Regions from separate parts of the Sus scrofa genome. Here region 2 is linked to region 1. A link is a contact called in public Hi-C data. All regions are on one chromosome and are shown on one strand. Each heading gives the region's core, a stretch centred on a gene start, on an enhancer-like site or on the middle of the called end of the contact. The rest is flanking DNA. Distances are from core to core; before and after follow the strand shown.

Region 1 (3,208 bases), core at 310-2,809:
GGTTGCCATGGATGACAACATTGTAGCTATACACACATAAATACAAGGAACCTATGCCTTCCATTCCACCTACACTAGAACAGTGGAGGAATGAGGAATCCTAAACCCATTTATGACCAGAAAACACTCATGGACAAGCTAAGGGAAACTTCTAGTAGTGATTAAAGCTCGTGAGTTCTCTATTCACTATATATGGTTGTTATTATTTTAGAAAGTAATCTTATTCCAATCCCTTTATCTTTATGGACTTAAGAGAGTCTCATTTAATAATCCAATGAAAATGTGTTTCAATTCTGAGCTGCTCTGGACAAATCTTATACAGCTCTATCTACTCATGTAACTTGTCATCTTGGCCATATCCAATATGGCCATATCTTTCCATATTGCTTAGGAAAAACTCAATCCTGTAACATGAATGGCATTTAGACCTCTAGTGTCTTGGTTTCTCACTCTCTCTTCCTTTTTTACCATCAGCTTTTTATCCTTCTTATCTTTTCTCCCCTCTTCTTTTTCTTTCTTCTTTGCTTTCTTCCAATTACTTCTAAACCATTAATACAGTAACTCTTTGTTTAGAACAGTTGTGCAACCTACACATTTAGGAAGTATAATATCAGAAATTCCCTTGCACATTCTTTAGGATTGGTGACCAGTGTCCTGAGGCAGCGTGACTGTAATTTTCCTTGTAGCTGATGAGATGATTTGGGATTAATGAATGTCAAAGGTTAAGGATCAATAGAGAATATCCATTTGCCAAAATCATTGTAAGAGTTTTAGACAGGAAAAATCTTTGTGTTGGATCCAATGTCCATTCATAAGTAACAGTAGACCTTCTTTTTTGATGATCTAATGGTGGAAATTCCCTGCATGCTGGCCAGAAGCAAAGAAATGTTGCTTCAAGCAAAATTACTGATGCCCTTCCATCCTACCACATAAGACTGCCAATGCAAAAACTTAGCTCAGATTACACCCACCACCCCACTACCAAGAAAGGAGAGATATGTGTCTTGAGAGCTGGTAAAGTATGACAGAAGGAATATTAACTACATATTGGGGGAATCAGAGAACTAGCCCTGTGTTCTGCCACTATCCAGCAATACTAAATAAGTACCTTCATGTCTTGAAGACTCATTTCTTTAACTATGAAATGAAAATATTGGATTGGATTATCTTTAAATTTCCTTGCATCTCTGACATCCTTTGTTCCATAGTTTATCATGAAAATAATTTTAAAGAAAAAAAAATAACAGGAGGTTTAAATAAAATGAATGAATAGAAAAATGAGGAATATGAAGCAGGGTATAGTGAAGAATAGGGTGAAATAGTTCCAAACTTCTTGATCAAATAAACACAGCTTTTTAAAGAATGAACAATTGAGATCAACTTAATTGACAAGTTCCTGCCATGCTTGTGGTCTATGAGTGTTCTAAGTTAGGCAGTATTTTCCCACTGGCAGATCAGAACCTCCTCTGGTAAACAGGCTGACTTTTAGCACTGAGCTTGGGACAGAACAGAACATAAAGGGTGTGTTTAGGGAAGATGATATGAACTCCTAGGACTCACAAGAGAGGAAAATATTCTCTGTTCTTTCACAGAAGCTGTTTGGCAGCAAATCCACAAGCACTGAGCATATCACTTGCTTTTTCTCATACTTTCTTCATGAATGAGGAGAGGCAAAAAAATAAAAAATACCAGTGAGAGAGCTCTGTTACAACTCCAAACCAGATTCTTACCGTTTAGAGAAATTAAGATTTAATTTTATAATCTCATTCTTTGAGTCTCAGAAGAATGAGAATTCAGTGGGAAGGGTGTTCCTCCTCCCTTCTTTTCTATCAATGTAATCATTTCAGGAAAATTATTTTGCAATGCTGATTTTAAGACTTTCCCACTTAACTGAGCTTTCATTTCTGCAATGCCTAAGCAACTCCCGAAGTTCAAAGATCACAGTTCTTTACAAGGCAGCTCAGTATAATGACTGTGTTCACACAGAGCAATGAACTGCAATATTTCACGCTCTTTCAGAGTGGTTACTGTTGGCAGGGCAAAACTATTGGTAATCCTTTCCACAGCTGCAAAAGAGCCTCTGTGTATTATATCACTAGATCTAATGGCAATCAAAATTGACAATACCTTAAAAATCTACATTTAACTGAATTATTGAGCCTCAAAAATTCAAGATGACCGGAATTTTCACATGCTAACATCAAATAATCTTATTTACAGAAGGTGGGTATTAAATGTGTTTGCAACCTTGCATGAAATATGCATTAAATTTAACTAATTTCATCTGACAGTGTTTATTTGGCTAGGATGCACAGTACTATGTATGTGCCAGGAAGACTGCTGTTTAATAAGCAGAAAAAAAAATGGAGCTCATGAATGTTTGTGGAGGTCTGGAATGTTGTACGCTAAGACTAAATTTCAGTGATGTATTATCTAAAACTTATAACAACACTTTGGAATTCAAACAGTCTGATGTGCTACGTAACATAAAACTGTACGCAAATACCTTCTTCTGTTTTGAGACAAATCCAGTAGCTTCAGCCTCTCCACTGCCACCCAGAGGAGTTAAAAATCAACAAATAATGGAGAAAATGTCTCCAGAGTCAGCATCAGGAGGAAATTATTCTGCTATAGGGTTTCTTAAGGATTTTGTGTTTGGAGACCATCAGCAACTGGATAAGACAAGAAAATTTGGGGTAAAATTTCAAGTGCCTAAGAGATCACCAACTGGAATTCAAACTTAACAAATGTGCTGGGGGTAGGGTTTCAACACAGGTTTTCCTAGTGTAGGGCAGGAAATAGAGCATCTCTAAGCATGTCCTATTACTTAAATGCATGAAAGCCCTGACGAGAACAGCTGAGTCTTTTCAAAGCTTTTACCCTTCAGTTAGTCTGGATAAAGTAACTTTAAAGTTAATTGTAGGTTACTTTTAAATACAGTGTGAGGGGTCTCCAATTTATGATTCTCCTTTTCGTTTATTGCAAAGTTAAAAGTGGGGTTGTGTGTGTGTGTTTCAGTTGAAGGGCTTTTATAAATTTATGTCTTGAGAGTATACTGATGGTCTTCTTAGCAGTGATATATTTATATTTTTATATGCTTCTGGGTAATTCTCCATTCTTTCTTTATTCTAATATGTATTTACACACTTTTAGTCTTTTAAATATTCTTCTTAGAGCTTAAACAGAAAAAGTGGGGTAATCTGTCCCA
Region 2 (3,208 bases), core at 436-2,935, 240 kb after region 1:
AGCCTGGCAATCTCCATAAGCCATGGGTGTGGCCCTAAAAAGCAAAAAAAAAAAAAAGAAAGAAAGAAAGAAACTAATCAAAACCTGTTTGTATATGACTAATATTTACATATACCTGAAATCTGTCAACTTTGAAGTATGATATAAAGGAATCAAGCTTAATCAACACGTTCAGATGTTCACAGCTCTGATGAAGCTCTAATTTATCAGTTATTTTTATATCGAATATAATAAAAACATTTAATCTTCTACTGTTTTTGCTTGTCATGGATATTAACCAAAATCTGAGACTTATACTGAAGCAGGAAAACATTTTTGTTAATTTTGTGGCATTAAAAAAAAATGTTGCTCACTTTCATTTTGAAGCTTTTAAAAATCTTTCAAGGTTTTTGTCCCTCTTGTTTGCTGTTTTTATACCCACTTTTACTGTATCTTTTTTGTTAGCTTTTATTTCTTACCTTTTGTTGTCATTTCCTGTTTCATTCTGAGAGTTTTCTTGCCTTTTTTCAACATAAGTACTTGAATTTGTGATATTTTATTTTTGTTTCTTGCATTCTTTTTATTCTTTCTTAAAGTTATCTACATATGCTTATTTTCTCTATTATTTCTTTTTATTCTTCCAAACATCTTTTACTTACTTATCATTACAGCCGGTGAGTTATAATTATTTTTGAGATTTCTTGCCTTTAGTCTGAACTGAAAAATCTATATATGTGTCTTCACTTACTGTTCTTTAATCTTCTATTTTGACTTTCTTCTTTTCAATACTTTATTTTATTCTTGTTTTCCTGTCCTAGTTCTCCCCATTTTGGTAATTGTTGGTATTTTTTTCCTTGGGACTAGTAAATAAAAACTTTCTTACTTCATAACTTTGCAGGAGGGAGTGAAAATGGTGAAGATGAGAACATTCTGCTTTGCCATAACAATAAATAGGAAGGTGTTATGGAACTTTAATTTGCCTCCTCTTTTCAAGGGCGAGAGCTCAAAAAGACTTACGAGCAGCATTAAATCCTGGAAGATGGCCTCATCTAGTCTGTTTTCCCCAATCTCTATTCTCTTTTTTTGTTTTTAATCTAAAGAGGATGGTTGATCACTACATTCTTAGTGTTCTTTTTAATTTGACTTGTTCTTCAGTTTAAGTCCTTTGTTGGTACTTGGCACACAAATAATATGCTGCACATATCAATTTGAGTTAATTTGAGCTACCATCTAATGTATTGGCTTCGTCGCCATCTAAATACTCACTCAAACCTCTAATTTCTGGAAGGGTAATGGTGATAACAAATTGGATCTTGTGGGATGGAGTGAAGCCAGGGTGGCCAAGATCCCTCTGGAGATGTAGGTGGAAACTATGTTTTCTTGCTAGTAAATAACATTTGATATTTGATAAGTTTTCTCTCCTTGCTTCTCAAGTAATAGGAGATCCCCAAGGGAACTGAACCAGTTAATACTGACTGTATTAATTCTTCTCTGTGAAAAACAAGTTAGCCTCAATCATTTAATAGATGCAGGCTGCCCCAAAGTATTTTATAAATGATGTTTTTAAAAAGCGAAATACAAATAGTTTTTGCATCATCAAGATTTGCTAAAACTGGAGTTCCCCTTGTGACTCAGCAGAAAGGAACCCAGCTAGTATCCATGAGGACTTGAATTTGATCTCTGGCCTCACTGAGTAGGTTAGGAATCTGGTGTTGCCATGAGCTGCGTTATAGGTCACAGATGCAGCTTGGATCCTGTGTTGCTGTGGCTGTAGCCATAGCCAGCAGCTACAGTTCTGATTCAATGATTCAATTCCTAGCCTGGGAACTTCCACATGCTGAAGGTACAGCCCTAAAAAGACAAAAAAAAAGACAACAACAACAAAAATTGCTAAAACCCACAACAATGGAATTGAAACAAACAGTGGGGAAGTGTGTATGTATTTGGTGTGTGTCTGTGTGGCGTGGTGCATGAGGTGTGCATAAACAGATGCAGAGTCTGGTCAGGCAAGGGGATAAGCAGAGAGGGCTGACCCTAAGCTAAGTTTTACAGGAGATTTGGCAGGACCCCCAGAACAGATTTAACTGAGTTTTAACTGGAAATCCACATTCAAGCTCTTGAGATATGTTACTGCTTAATGGTTCAATAGCTCAAGCAGTTCCGCTTATATGTGTCTCATTTCCATTCTGAAAGTCATGCAGGATCATGGCTAATAGAATCTCTTTCATAAATTCATTTCTCAAGCTCTTTATTTTATTTGCTCTTTCCCCTGATTGTGACTTTGGCTGGATTGATCATCTGGCTGCTTAAAATTCAAAGAATCTAATTTAGGACAGGGCCTGGAACAAAAACATGTCGGGCTGCTTTATTTATCGTTGAAAGGAAGAATGACAAATTATCAGATCATTATTGGGTTTGGCTAACAATGAGCAAGGGAAAAAAAATCGGAGGCCATTTTGCCTTGTCTTTACGTCTTACTCTTTGCCCTTTCCCATTATGTATTGCTTACTTTTTTAGAATGATGTAGGTCCACAGGCTCAGTCCACACATGGCTGGAAACTCTGCCTTTAGTCTCATTTGGCAAACTTATTCACATGGAAAATGTGAACAGTTTAAATGTTTAGTCTGTTCAAACTCAAATAGCTTGTTGGAGCAGTTTTGATTGACTGAGTCCTTTGGGTAGGCAGACAGCTCATTATTTCAGCTTTTCTCTCCCTCTCCCTTTCCACCCTGCCGCCTGAGGGTCTGGTGGAAGAGTGTGCCTTTCATGATCTGCATGGTGGGCTCATCCTGTCTCCATGGCTTCGTCCCTTTCACTCTGGAGATTGTTTGCCATACTGATGTCTATGGTAAAGATTAGCAGCTGATAAAACTCATGATTTGGGAGTTCCTGTTGTAGCTCAGCAGGTTAAGAACCTGACATAGTGTCCGTGAGGATTCACGTTTGATTCCTGGCCTCACCGAATGGGTTAAGGATCTGGTGTTGCTGCAAGCTGTGGCATAGGCAGCAGATGTGACTCAGATCCTTCATTGCTGTGGCTGTGGCTGGCAGCTGCAGCTCTGATTTGACCCCTAGCCAGGGAACTTCCATATGTTGCAAGTAAGGCTATAAGAAGGAAAAAAAAAAAAAAAAAAAAAAAACCCAAACTTGTGATTTGGTGTTTCTTATATTGTTCAGGTGTGGTGGTGATCCCTGGCTGACTTGGCTCCCTGGGTCTCTGACTGGTTC

The links. A called contact is a pair of places that touch in the nucleus more often than the background predicts.
Region 2: a Hi-C map of skeletal muscle shows a contact between it and region 1, with 2.4 times the contacts expected there. The contact joins two enhancer-like sites. A contact is called at or near these places in 2 of 47 Hi-C or Micro-C datasets (embryonic fibroblasts and skeletal muscle).

Annotation. Positions count from the first base shown.
Region 1 is chr5:74,711,277-74,714,484 of Sscrofa11.1, forward strand. No RefSeq gene overlaps it. Among named protein-coding and RNA genes, the nearest start is that of ADAMTS20, 40 kb to the left of the region's middle. Within about 2 kb of position 1,560, at least 7 of the 83 cell types and tissues checked have an H3K27ac peak or open chromatin away from gene starts, as enhancers often do. A contact at or near this core is called in skeletal muscle, where this site is marked.
Region 2 is chr5:74,950,631-74,953,838 of Sscrofa11.1, forward strand. The region is part of intron 2 of TMEM117 (transmembrane protein 117); the gene reads left to right. Among named protein-coding and RNA genes, the nearest start is that of TMEM117, 35 kb to the left of the region's middle. Within about 2 kb of position 1,686, at least 9 of the 83 cell types and tissues checked have an H3K27ac peak or open chromatin away from gene starts, as enhancers often do. A contact at or near this core is called in skeletal muscle, where this site is marked.